2 separate regions of the Bicyclus anynana genome follow, and region 2 is linked to region 1. The links are chromatin contacts, called in public Hi-C maps. All regions are on one chromosome and are shown on one strand. Each heading gives the region's core, a stretch centred on a gene start, on an enhancer-like site or on the middle of the called end of the contact. The rest is flanking DNA. Distances are from core to core; before and after follow the strand shown. Region 1 overlaps LOC112048631 (GAS2-like protein pickled eggs). Region 2 holds the start of LOC112048631 (GAS2-like protein pickled eggs).

Region 1 (6,395 bases), core at 3-2,502:
TAGAGGAGACTAAAAAATTAAAAAAAATGCAATAATGTAAACAATCATCTTTGTGTTGTAGAATGTTTGCAACAGTTTGCACACGGCACTACCTGCTACAGAGTCGACATAAATGGCAATAAGCGGCCGACCCCGCGGTATTAGCATATCGACATAATATCAGTTATTCTCATAATTGTGATCTATGTAAGGCAGCGGGGTCCGACTTGATGTAACGGCACGCGCCTTAAACATCTTTGATTATATGCTCGTTATTGTAATTGGATTGTTTTTGTTTTGATCGGATACCCTGCGCCGGCTTAGACAAGTGTTGAAACTATTTGAATAGTCAATATATTCCAGGAAGTTCGTTTCGCTTTATATGTTGTGGTAAGGTGACAAGCGTTTGACAGGCACGATGATGATGATGATGATGATGACTGTCTGCATCTGCAGTGATAACGCTTTTTCTTCAGTTTATACACGCAGTATATTCATGGTCTATCTTAAAACTTTACAATATATTCAAAGCAAAACGGGCTTCTTGGATAATCCATGAAGCCCGTTAATTTTTTTTGACTTGACTACACTTTATTGTAACTTTTGCATTGTTCTTATATACTCCTAGAATATTGAATTCTACGAGTATATTTTGGTCTTTGATTTGAACATAGCCAGCGGTAGAAATATAGTCACCGCGGCATACTATCAAAATGAATTTCTTAGTATTGGTCACAAAGATAGCATGCATTAGAAGAAACTTAATACAACCCGAGTTAGACGATTCGTGACACATCTGGAGTTGGACGATTCAAACATTTTATTTATATGTATAAGTTATACTAGTAACGCAATCCACTGGGATTGCGTGTCAACACTTATTTAACCTAAATATCCAAGAATATTTTCCATAATTAGCCTATAGATTTAAGAAGTAACTGCTGCTGACTACTTTTCTATAGGTACCCATCACTGACATGAAATATTTTTCCTTGTTTCAGAGCGTCTCGATCACGACGACGGCTGTCACATAGATAAAAGCGACCGCGTCGACGACTACGTCAGCCTCAACACCGGGCTGCGCAAGACGGACTTCTCTGACACCTTCTACGGCAGCAGGAAGAACAGCGCAGACGACAAGTCCAACCGCGCCAGCCCCGAGTGCATCGTCAGCCACGAGAGCAACGACTCGCCGAGCAAGAGCCTCAGGCCCGCCAGGGAAGCCACGCAGTCCCCCGTCAAAACCGTTCGGAGTCGACAGGTTTCCAGGATCCCCCACTCCCCTGTCAGAAACAGGACGCCCAGCCGAGCAAATACACCTAGCCCCAAGCACACCCCCAACCAATCCTCCCCAAAACTGGCCCCCAAGCTACCACCCACTTCTCGCAACACTTGGGGAGGCAGAACCGCACCGAACCAAGCGAAAACAAAAGCCAGACCCGCCATCGGAGCAGACACGTTTGAGAATCCCAACAAATCGCCGAAAACCAAAACAAAAGCACCCCAAAATGAAGCTTTCAAAAGGAATTCACCATTGAGGGCCAGCAGCGCCACTTTGCGGTCTCCGACTCACCAGAAGCAGTTGAGTCCTCTTTTAGAACAAATTTTGAGATCTGCAGAATCTGCGAAAGATGACGCGTCTGTTTTAGAAAAAATGAAGGAAATCATCAGGTCTTATTCGAAAGGCGAAGACTCTGTGTCCAGGGCTAGTTCGAAAGACTCCGATTACGCCGACTTTACGTCCGCTTGGGTAATGTCAGATGGAAAACTGGAGCGGTCGACGAGTACTCGGCAATTGGCTGCACCCAGGAAGGATCCTAGGAACGGTGCTTCTAGAATACCAGCGCCAGTGGCGTTAGGCTGCCGGCGGTCTACATCCACTTCCCAATTCCAATGACCTGGCGAAGATCAGAAGAAAAAGACTGGTACTAATCCGATTATGGTTCGAATCAAAAGTGATTGAGTGATTTTAGTTGATATGGATAATTTTTATAGGAGTGTGGTGAAAAATCTGAAGAAAATGAACGTTCTATAGGGTAATCATTTACAATGATTATATTGGATCCCTGATCTATAGAATATATTTATAAATAAAAATATCCCTGTCATATCTTTGCAAAAGTAGATGTTTGGAATTATATTAATGAAAACATCAAACTATTCGAATTTCGATAGAAATTTATTTAGATTTCAATATTTGATATTCTATTTAGAATAGTTTTTCACTAATGTAGAATTGATGATTCGTAGATTCTAATATAATTGACAATTTATATAAGGAAAATGATATAAAAGATAAAAAAGAAAGTAGATAAGAGGGATATGTTATAAAGCAAGATGGTGCTAATTATTAGTTGGTTGTTTAGTTAGATTATTATTTTATAATTTGCGAAACATAGTAATGAAAAAATAAATAAAAATTAAGTTAAGTTTGTCTATTGGTATTAATAACTAGATTTTCCCATGACTTTACCTGGTTAAATTGGGACATTTAAAATGCCTTTAGAAAAATAAATAGTATAGTCTATATGACACTACTTCTTTGGCATTTGAAAACAATAAATTGAATATTTGGTGTCAGTTAATAAACGAACAGTTTTGTTATATGTGGAGACATATAGCTGAACGAGTTGTAACATATATTAATTAAATATATTATTTAAATATGTTTAAATAATATACGCTGAAGAATTTTATTGCAAGACTATATTTGCATTACAAGTTATTATTAAGTTTAATATAAAATTTAAGTTGTAGGAACTTTTAACAATAATTCCCGGCATATATAATATTTTAATTTAAAAATGTCATTTTAATTCAATAATTTAAAAATGATTAGCGCCGGGAGATTTGGCAATTATTCGTTTGTAGTAATCTCATTAATTTTCTCTAAAAGTAGGATATGAAGGGTTTAGAGCTTATAACTGCACGTTGTAGGTGTTTAGATTTAGTGAGTAAAATTCGGTAGCGTTTCCAGATTCCTCGTCTTTTGTAATTGAAAATCCAGACATTTTGGTAATTTGATTTTGGTACTTTTTAAAAAACTCCTTTGACTATACTCTAAAATTAGAATTTTAAATAGAATTGAAACGTAATATGCGTACCTTATTCGGTATACGTAAGTGATTATGGCAATATACCTAAATTACCCAACTAAACATTAAGGAATTCGCCGTCCTCATTCGAAGAGTCGTTTCATTCATTGTAAATGTATAATTTAATGTATAATTAAATTAATGTTTGATTCGACGCGAATGGATAGACAAAAGATTAAACAGTCGTTGTAGAGGGTTAGTGTTAAATTCCGTATAATGAAGAAACAATAAAAATATTACAATTATGTTGAAAAGATGAAGAATACAGATACATATTTTTGTAACTTTGATATAGATTTTTACACATTTGAGCAAATAAATCGACAAATAAGGCTTTACAGAAAAACCAAGGTTGTGATATATAATCGAAAGTATAATTTTCTTAAATCTGTACCTAAAGCAGATAAAATGAGAAGTCTTTTATTTGCTCAAAAGTGTATTTTAAAAAAGCATAGTGCAAAATTCTTCTACAAAATTCTACTTCCTTGCACTGGCGAATAATTCAATCACTATTTTTGCCTACTAGTGTTTTATCGCTATTGTAAAGGTTGACATTAAAGAGAAGATTAATTACTTACCAATATTTGTTTGTGGTAATATTTTGTCATGAAGTTAGTCTTATTTCTAAAATTTAAATATCTAGCAGGCAAAAATAGTAATAATTATAAGTCATAACAAAAAAAAATCAGCTTACTTATACTTTTATCGGAGTTGAAAGCTATCTAGCCTTTTGACTTGTGTTGTTATACTATGTTGAAAATCTGCACTATAATGCTCTGCCCAATATACTTATTTTAAGGAAAACGTAACATAGCTCTGGTCGATCACATCTTGTTCGAATTATCTTTAGATGATCTGGAGTAATAAGTTTGATAAAACTAATTATCTCTTTGTTTCTATGAGTGTATCTATTTTAATTCCAGAGTTATTCATATGGCTTAATTTTTTGTACCTAATGTTTTAGTTCTTATATTCATTTGTTTGATTTTTATTAAATATTTTTTTATAACTGTTAACCAATATCCAAGTTTAATAAGTTTTTACTGGTTAAGGCTTGATTTAATAAATTCTTTCAAAGCATTCAAATATTATGATATTTTTGCAGTTTTAAATACACTCATAGATTCAAATTAATCAAAGGTTTAAATCGAAAAGATATCGACGCCTTAATGTCACGGAATTAAAAGGTGTCGTGTATCGCCGATTGATATCTTTGAGAGAATCGTCATGAAAGCACCCCACGCTCTACCTCGCTGTCACAACATTACCAAACGTCATATTTATTGATATAAATCATAATTTAAGTTATTTTATAAGATTTTTTACGAGAATTTTGTATTGGTTAGTTATTAGTTTGGTAATGTTGTGACAGGGGGCGCTCGCTTAGCAACTTGGAGGCTAAGTTTAAGTTAGTATAAGTTACTGTTTCTTCTACGTACGTTACCAGTGACTATGCCATAGAAATTTGTTAATTCACTGAATAAATCATTAAGACATTAATGGATACATTGTTGTTTTTATTTCCTACATATTTAATACCCATAACTCTATACATCTAATGCGGTGTTATGTGAGTAGGAACTAAGTAGGTTAATTATAGGTATTATAAAGAGGTAAAGTTTGTTGTATTGTAGGGGGTAATCTCTAGATTAATGAACCGATTTTCAAAACTCTTGCCACTAGAAAGCTACATTATTTGTGAGTGTCAAAGGCTATATTTATCCCCGTATTCTCACGGGAATGGGAACCACGGGCGAACCGCGGGACATCGGCAAGTAGGAACATAAAGTGCGAGCAAAATGAGGAAGCGCCTGCAATAAATTCAACCGCAAATAATTAAATCATAGGTACATTATTGAAGTTGAAGCTTCGACTAATTTTTGGGCATCTTGGAAGACACGATAACTACTCAGGATATCCCGTAGAATATATCAAAATATTTCGTTTAATACTTGATTTGGCGATTGAGAATATGGACCTTGGAAATCTGCTACTTTTCCGAACTCCACAATTGGCTAACGTACGTTACTTATGACTATAATAGAAACATGGCTGATGATAGGCTTTCACACTTCATACAATGAGGTGTATCTGATTATTGCAGACTCTCGGTCCAATAGGACAAAGAGTAAGGGCTCCCGCACACGGGTCACCGGCTACAGACATAAAACGCCGCTACCGGCATATTTCTTGTAGTTTTCATACATTTTATATGGACTCGCCTACACAAGTAACTGTCACGCGCTTCAGCTACTTTTGTGGCCCCTTCTTGCTTCTTGTAGCGGCGTTTGTGGCTGTCGCGGGCCCGTGTGCGTCGACACTTAAATTTAATACAAAAACCTTCATGAATTGACCATATATATTCTTTCAAAATAAAAAGAATATTGACAACATCAAATTAGCGTCAAACTAAAACATGACCAAAACATAACAACTCTATTTTAATAAGATTTAAATATTAAAAAATGGATTCAAATCAGTGAGAGCTTTTAAGGTGAAAGCCCTTAAAAGATGGCTGAAAAAAGATTTCTAGTACCAAGCACACTTCTGGGAGCCCTTATTCTTTGTGTTGTTGATCTTTGCAACTTTCTTGTCGATTAAAGGACTCTCTAGAGCTACTAGGAGCTCCTGGTTTGCTTGCTAGACTAATAAAGGTAAGCGAGAGCAGGTGAGAGCGTATTTTATGTGAGCCAACTGGTCAGAAGGAACAACTAAGTATACCATTTGAACCTTGAGTTTTTTCTTTAAGTGGCTATATTTTTTAAACAAAGGTAATAAAATCATCTCTCTAAATCAATGCAAGCTTATTAAAACAATATTTCAACTTAATGGAATTAAACCTTGGCGATTTAAGAATTCAGTTGAATCTCAAACCTCAAAATCTTTTGAGAGCGTGCGCTGTGTAAACTGTTGAATTTACGCAAAAATTAAGTGTTACGGAACTCTTCTTCTTCTTCTTCCTCTAAAAGTTCTGTAAAAAGTCTGCGACTGCATAATTATTATGTCTAACTTATAGGGTTGATTCTAAGTAAAAGGAAAATAAATAAATGAGAAAAAAAATCCATTTTGGCCAGGATAGTTACCTAAGTATATGTAAGTAGCTGAGTAGGTACTTGTTTACCTGTATATTTAAAACATTCTACTATTTTATTTAAGTACCGTCTACTAACTTGCAGGTAGTAGCATGGAGTGGGACGGCATATATCTGGGAATGATAATATATTTGCTACTCATCGGATTGCGTAAGTGGTTTTGTTTACCAATTCTTGAAGGTGTTATTTAAAATAGGTAGTGTGAAAATCACAAGTGAAAATGAAGACC
Region 2 (7,423 bases), core at 1,922-4,421, 140 kb before region 1:
AAATAGTCAAATAGTCCCTACCTACTTAGGTGTGATTGCAAATTCCACTTTTTTACATAAAATTATTCTCGTTTGACCACGATCTCCCCTGTCGGTAAGTGGAGACGGTAGATTTAGCTTATGGTGGAACACGCTGAGCTAGACTTACGACTAGATGCGCTTCAAATGTAGAAAAGGATCTTTGTGATTGTTATATGCAAAGTTTCAAACCAACAACGGCAAGACAATAGCGACTTAACCAACCATTGTCTTCATGCACACAACAACATCTTCGTGACTCCAGTGTCACGAGCTGTCCTGCGCACGATAACAGCCCCTGTGTCCTGCGGTGGAAAGGTTATTTTTCCACAGCAAGGAGGTAGGTAGTCGTGTGTGGCGCCGGAAGTGGTAGGAGCTGTCAAGTCGTCATGCGCTGGCCGGGGGACAGTTTGAGACATGGCCGTGATTATGACTAACTGTTACGCCGATATGGGTCGTCTGTATAGTAACTAGCACACGCTACGCGGTTTCACCCGCGTATTTTCTATTCCTGTGAGAATCATCATCATCATATCAGCCGATGGACGTCCACTGCAGGCCATAGGCCTTTTGTAGGGACTTTCAAACATCACGATACTGAGCCACCTGCATCTAGCGAATCCCAGCGACTCGCTTGATGTCGTCAGTCCATCTGGTGGGGGGTCGACCAACACTGCGTTTACTATAGTATGCGCATTATCATCTGAGTCGTCCGGTCATAAAAGTCAAAAAAGATAGGAATGTGCAGCGCGCCTACCTGCGCACCCTAATTATCGATAAACGGCTACCTGCGCACGTGCTAATGATGAGTCAATAATGATTTGGACGATTCTGATTGGTCGGTTTCTAATGTAATTGCATTGCGTATTTTTTTTGCTATAAATGTGTTTACTGCAATTAAATAAATACATTCATGTGTTACTCGTTGCGCACTATGGATACTAATATATAATAAATTTGGCAGAAGACGAAGATTCTGATGATGAAGACTCAGATGAAGATTAATTTTATTTAGTTAATAATTATATAATATGAAATATGTATTATATTAAATCAAATATTGTTAATTTTTTTAATTTTGTGAACAAGATACGATAATAAACTTTACTTATCGATAATATGTCTTTCATTGTTACACCCTTCACTAGACGGCTCCATAAGACCCATAAGTGCAAGCGAGATAGATATAGAGAAATGATTTATGGCCCTAAGACTCAGTTGTTAATGCTATTAGTATAGTGCGGGGTCGCCATTCCAGCACTTTGGGACCCCAACGTCTATCGGCTATTCGAACTATGTGCCCCGCCCATTGCCACTTCAGCTTCGCAATCGTAACTCGTTGAGCTATGTCAGCGATTTTGGTTCTTCTGCGTATCTCCTCATTCCTGTGAAAATACAGGGATACAATATAGCTTAAGTATGTTACTCAGTGAAGATAGTAGGTACGTACATTATTAAAGGAAATTTTTTCTTTAATTGGTGGAGCTCTACTCCTCATTTTCAAAAAGACGACCAAGTAGGTAGGTAGGAGTTCTTTTTAAAAATCAGTAAATTAATCAAAATTTGACGGCCTCCGTGGTGTAGTGGTAAGCGTGGTGGATTTACAAGACGGAGGTCCTGGGTTCGATTCCCGGCTGGGCCGATTGAGATTTACTTAATTGGTCCAGGTCAGGCTGGTGGGAGGCTTCGGCCGTGGCTAGTTATCACCCTACAAGTTAACAATTGCTGAACTCAAGATGCAGTCTACTTTTGTCATTCATCTGTTTAGCATTTCATCGAGAACAAACCTACCTACTTAGTGGCCTCATTACGAACCTATATTCGAGAAGAAATTTTCTATTTTGTGTACAATATGTACGAATATTGAATACCCTAGTTAAAAAATGTGTGCACACCACTAGGGACATATCTACTTATTGCAGATTGCGGATGCTGCGACCTGTACCTACCTAATGCACCGGAAAGCGCCTAAACTGAACGTGATCTCTTTGCACCAATTTGACCACTCGATTTAACAACGCACTTGAGTGCAGCTCGTGAGAACAAATTGAAGGGGCCCTTCAGTGTTCTAAATGAAGGCGGTTTCTTCGAAATAAATTGTGCTTTTAATTAAAACCTTTTAATTGTTCTCTTGAAATATTTTTATAATAAACAGGTGTCGAGAGTTGATAATGACCACCCCTTGCAATATTGTCATAGGTAGAAGTAAATAGGTCGATCAGGTAGGTTTCGTGGCTAATTGCCACAACACGACTGGCAATGGTGTACCTATCTCCCGAATATATCTCCCCTATATCTTGAAAGATAATCCGTGACGCTGAGTAGAAAGAAGGAAGGGAGGATGCAAGAAGTGAATATAGGCTCTTCCACGTCAATGACATCCTAATCGTTAAATTAGCCTTTTTATGTACCTTTACGTCGTTTGTCGATAGTTCCTGTTACAAAGCAGAGCCAAATCTAATCATTTGTTTTGTCCGTAGAAAAATAAATTGCCTACAAATTGCTTGTTGATTGTCCTCCTGCAAAATATATCATAGAATCTTAGAATAGAGAAAGTTATCTGAGTATATCATCATCATCAACAACCCATGTACGGCTCACTGTTGCGCACGAGTCTCCAATCAGAAGAAGGGGCCCATGCTGGCCCAATGCGAATTGGCAGACTTCACACACCTAGAGAATTTAAGAAAATTCTCAGCAGAGCAGGTTTACTCACGATATTTTCCTTTAGCATTTGAGACATGTGATATTTAATTTATTAAATTCCCCACACAACTGAAAAGTTCTATGTGCATGCCCCGGATTCGAACCTACGCCCTTCGAATCGAAAACAGAGGTTTCAATAACAGATTATAAACCTTAATCATTTGGTTGCTTTTTGCCAGTAGCGTCTATAAACCAAATTTACCACCACCCACCCTAGTACACCCTTGCACCCTATGCCGAGGTACAGACAGACCATTCGTCTACCGCGACAGCAGCTTCCAAACACGCATGCGCGGGGAATTCCGCAACTCTGGCCCCAGACCCCAGTCAGCTGTCAGTCGCGGGTGGGCCCGGCCTGTCCCGGGCTCTAGACCACTGAATCCGCACATTGGGGACAAAAAACAACATCCTCTATAAATTTGGGGTAATTTAAACCACTGGCTGTGTTTATTCCATGTATATTTCCCAATCAATATTGTGTGTAGATGATACGTCGCGTTGTGTTGTGTTTTGTTGTTGCTGTGAAGTGTTGTGTTGTGCTAGATAGCTTCCGGTCGTCGGCTGTCAACACATCTTAAACATCTAGTATTGTTGAAAGGTAATTAGCATATCTTATACGAGTAGTAATGTTCATTGTACAGGATGATGGAGGTTAATTAGGAAATAAGATTGTCAATTACAGAGGGTTCGTGTATATTTTCTTAACTCGTATAAAATCTAATAAGGATTTCCAGAATCTACCGGACGATTTAATTTTATAAATGCAGGCAAGAGAATGTACCTTGCTAATAGATACGTTCAGAGGTTATCTAAAACGACACAGAGGAGCTCTGTTCAATGATACCAGAACAGGGCCTGTAGCCCAGTGCACGTCGATTTTCTTTCTACGATCGTAAACGCTTTGAAAATTCAAAAATGTATAGGAATGACATTTGCTATCGACAAGTCACGTGATCAAGTCGTCGATCGGATCTGTCATTCCCATACATATTTCTAGTTTTCGAAGCGTTAGCGTTTGTAGAAAGAGAATCGATGTGCTGTTTTGTGCTGTTTTGTTACTCCTATTTCGCTGCTTACAATAAAAAGTGAATCATTAAAATTACATTTTATATTGGGTGATCTTCTGTGTCCATTATTTCTTTTAGGAATGCTGGAAGATGCTGGAACATTGTGTTTACACAGATTACCAGGGTACTTTATTCTTTAAGGTAGGTCACTACTACCTACTTACTGTGTTCTTTGGTTACTGACATTTTGTTTATTGCGTTGCGTTTTATTGCGTTTTAAAAAGAATATTTGCCATATCTTTTTATAATATGACCAATATTCCCATTCCCCTCCAATTAGTCGGGAAAGACTGTGTGAGGAGTGGGTACGACAATAGATCAACGGGGCGGGGATCGAACCACCACCCTTCGGGCATGAGTCCGACCGCTCTTACCGTTGAGCTATTGAGGCTTTTTTGTCGCTCATAAGAGGGCCTCGTATGAGGCCTTCTATGCGAGGCCCTGGGCGAGGGGCCACTTTACGTAGCCACTCTGCGGGTTACGATCGCAACAAGTTTATTGCGAACATTTGTCTCTGGCACGTGTAAAACATACTTACTTCATAATAATTTAAACGAAAGAAACACATCGCACAATTTCAGTTTTCTTTTGAAGCGAAAATCTTTAAAGAAAATTATTCTGAATAATTTTCTCTCAAAGGTTTTCTCTTAGTGCACGCTCGTCAGTGTCACGGAAATGCTTTTCACGTAAAATGACTTTTTTGAACAAGCTTTTCACAGTAATTGATGTAGTATTGCTCGTGCCCTGTAGAAAGGTTCTCGCGTTCTTTATTACTTTATTTCAGGAAATTAATAGGTACATCATCATCTTCATCATCAACTCATATTCGGCTCTCTGTTGACCTCGAGTCTCCTCTTAGAATGAGAGGGGTTAGGTCAATAGTCCACCACGCTGGCCCACTGAGGATTGGCAGAATTCACACACGCAAAGAATTGAGAAAATTCTCTGGTATACAGGTCTCCTCACGATGTTTTTCCTTCACCGCTTGAGACAGGTGATATTTAATTTCTTAAAATGCACATAACTGAAAGTTGGAGGTGCATGCCCCGGACTGGATTCGAACCCACACCCTCCAAAATCGGAGGCAGAGATCATATTCACTGGGCTATCACGGCTCTCGGAAAAATCAATAACTTCTGTGATTTCAAAATAGCTATATATTTTTAGATGCTTATCATCATCATCATCATCATCATCATATCAGCCGTTGGACGTCCACTGCAGGACATAGGCCTTTTGTTGGGACTTCCAAACATCCCTATATATGCTTATAGTTAATAGTTATTTACACGATACCAAACCACAAATGAGCTTTTTTGCAATTATTGTCTGTCTGTAGGTTTGTCTTTGGAACGGCTGCACCGATTCTAATAAGAATTTCACTGGTAAATAGATTACTGAGCAAAATTCAGGATATTGGTCTAAATAGAAATCCACTTATGAAACTATAGATGAAATGTGACAGTTTTAGTTAACGTCAAGTTTTTAACTTGTAATTTATTTAACTTGTACTTTATAGTAATAAGGCCGCCTTTGCATGCTAAGTTTAAATTATTATCTTTTTAATTTATAATTGTATTTTTGTGTGTGTATTCTTCTTCTTCTTCTTCTTCTTCTTCTTTTTCTTGTTGTTGAGTAAGAAAGCTTTTGAAATAACTAGTCAATATACACAGAAACCTAATATCCCGGAGGTTGGACTGGACATCCAAGTACTTTTTACGCCGTATCTTGTTCAGTTTCAAGGCCCGTTGTGCTATTGTCGTAGCAAAAAATATTTATAATTTAAAAAATATAATTTTATAAATAATGTAAAAAGCAATCTACGACCCTGCCAGGATTCGAACCTGGAATCTTCTGATCCGTAGTCAGACGCGTTATCCGTTGCGCCACAGGGCCAGTTACTGGGCGAAACGAAATTACACATCCGTCAGTAGTACGTATTTCGGATATAAATAATATTCGTGTGAACTACAAACATTCAGTATTTATGAAAATAGAAAGTCGATCTCTCATCTTGTGGACTTCACGATGGTAGTAAATAGTATAGATTTAGTGATTTTAGATTTTTCAAAGTAGTTCATAGCTAATTTCTTATGAAAGCTTGTAAAGCTTACATACTATGACATAAAATACAGTACAGTAGTTTGTTGGAATTTGAAGTGTTAAACAATTTTTAGTGTCTAAAACAATAATCGTGCTTTATTAATTTAATTTATTTGAAACAGTAAACATTAATTTATTAAGTAAGTGTAAATAAAAACTTAATTCTGCTTGTAACATATAGCTCAGCTTTGTAAGTTCTGGGAATGCTATTGAATGGGTAGGGTTCGCGCCTTATTAAAATTGCAAAAGATTTCCTAATCGCAATTATGCATATGTGGGGGTAATTGCTGAGGGGTAGCGGGGTGCGGGTGCGGGACGGGGGGCAGGCGGCGTGACGTCTGTCTGCCTGTAACGATTTTTGTAATTCAGCTAGGAATGTGACTCACTTTATTATAGGAGTACTTAGCGGGTAGTTCCACTCGTTATAGAATGACTCACTAGTACTACCTACGAGCAAAGCATAATATTCTATTTTAACCCCCGAAGTAAAAACGGTTGTCAAAGACGATTATTAGCTCTATAAAGATTAAAAATCTATTTCGACGTATGAAAGATCAACAAATTATTTATTTTGACGGTCTCTGTGGTTCGATTCTCGACTGGGCCGATTGAGATTTTCTTAATTGGTCCAGCTCTGGCTGGTGGGAGGCTTCGGCCGTGGCTAGTTACCATCCTACCGGCAAAGACGTACCGCCAAGCGTTGCGGTACGTCTTAATTCCAATATAACGCATTTTCCAATATTTGTTGGACATGTCGGAATGCCAAGTTGTCTGGGAGTTTTCATCGGAAACGCTTTCAAATACTATCGGAATGAAAAACCACTTCGTTTTCATAGAAGTTTGACGCGGACGAAGTCGCAGACTAATAAGCTATTGAATTTAGTACTTATGTTCCATAATTTAATATTATAATATTATGTAAAGACTTTAAGTACGCATTTGAATTTAAAACTTGCGTAAGTTGATCACACTTATTAATAGGTATTCAAGTAAAGTAAAATGAATTACACATTCCCAAAACACTTCTTAACTAGTTTTATGACCTCTTGGTGCAAATAGCAATGTCTTGATTGACAATAGAGTCAACAGAGGTAATGGGTTCGATTTTTAACTCGGTTTAAGTTAGATTTTGTATTTTCTAAATTAGCAAAGTCTGAGTGTGATGCTGTTAATACTGATAGATACATGATAACCCAGTGGATATGAATTCTGCCTACGATTCGGAGATCGTTGGAACGTGTCTAAAACGGCGAAGGAAAAACAGCGAGAAACCTTTTTGGCCTAACCCCTCTCACTCTGGGAGGAGACTCGCGCTTTACAGTGAGCCGAATAGGGGCTGCTAATGATGAGGTCTGATGGTAGTGGTAGACTTCAGCGGTGGTTAGTTACCATCGCATGAGCAAAGATGTACCGCCAGTATATGCCTTCCAGTATCGTGCCATGAAGAAATACACTATCAATACTCCTTCTAAGTTCTCGAGCTTACTATCTTATAGACAACAGAACACCGTCACTTAACATCAGATGAT

The links. A called contact is a pair of places that touch in the nucleus more often than the background predicts.
Region 2: a Hi-C map of whole body shows a contact between it and region 1, with 2.2 times the contacts expected there. The contact joins the promoter of LOC112048631 here to the enhancer-like site in region 1. A contact is called at or near these places in 2 of 2 Hi-C or Micro-C datasets (whole body and whole larva).

Annotation. Positions count from the first base shown.
Region 1 is chr8:17,385,293-17,391,687 of ilBicAnyn1.1, reverse strand. It overlaps LOC112048631 (GAS2-like protein pickled eggs), which reads left to right. Exons shown (of 5, transcript XM_052882989.1): 5 at 981-4,580. The coding sequence ends at 1,876. Among protein-coding and RNA genes, the nearest start is that of Trnag-ucc, 24 kb to the left of the region's middle. Within about 2 kb of position 1,252, at least 7 of the 8 cell types and tissues checked have open chromatin away from gene starts, as enhancers often do.
Region 2 is chr8:17,522,028-17,529,450 of ilBicAnyn1.1, reverse strand. LOC112048631 (GAS2-like protein pickled eggs) reads left to right here and starts at 3,171. Exons shown (of 5, transcript XM_052882989.1): 1 at 3,171-3,322. It overlaps Trnar-acg (transfer RNA arginine (anticodon ACG)), which reads right to left and starts at 5,687; the gene lies at 5,615-5,687.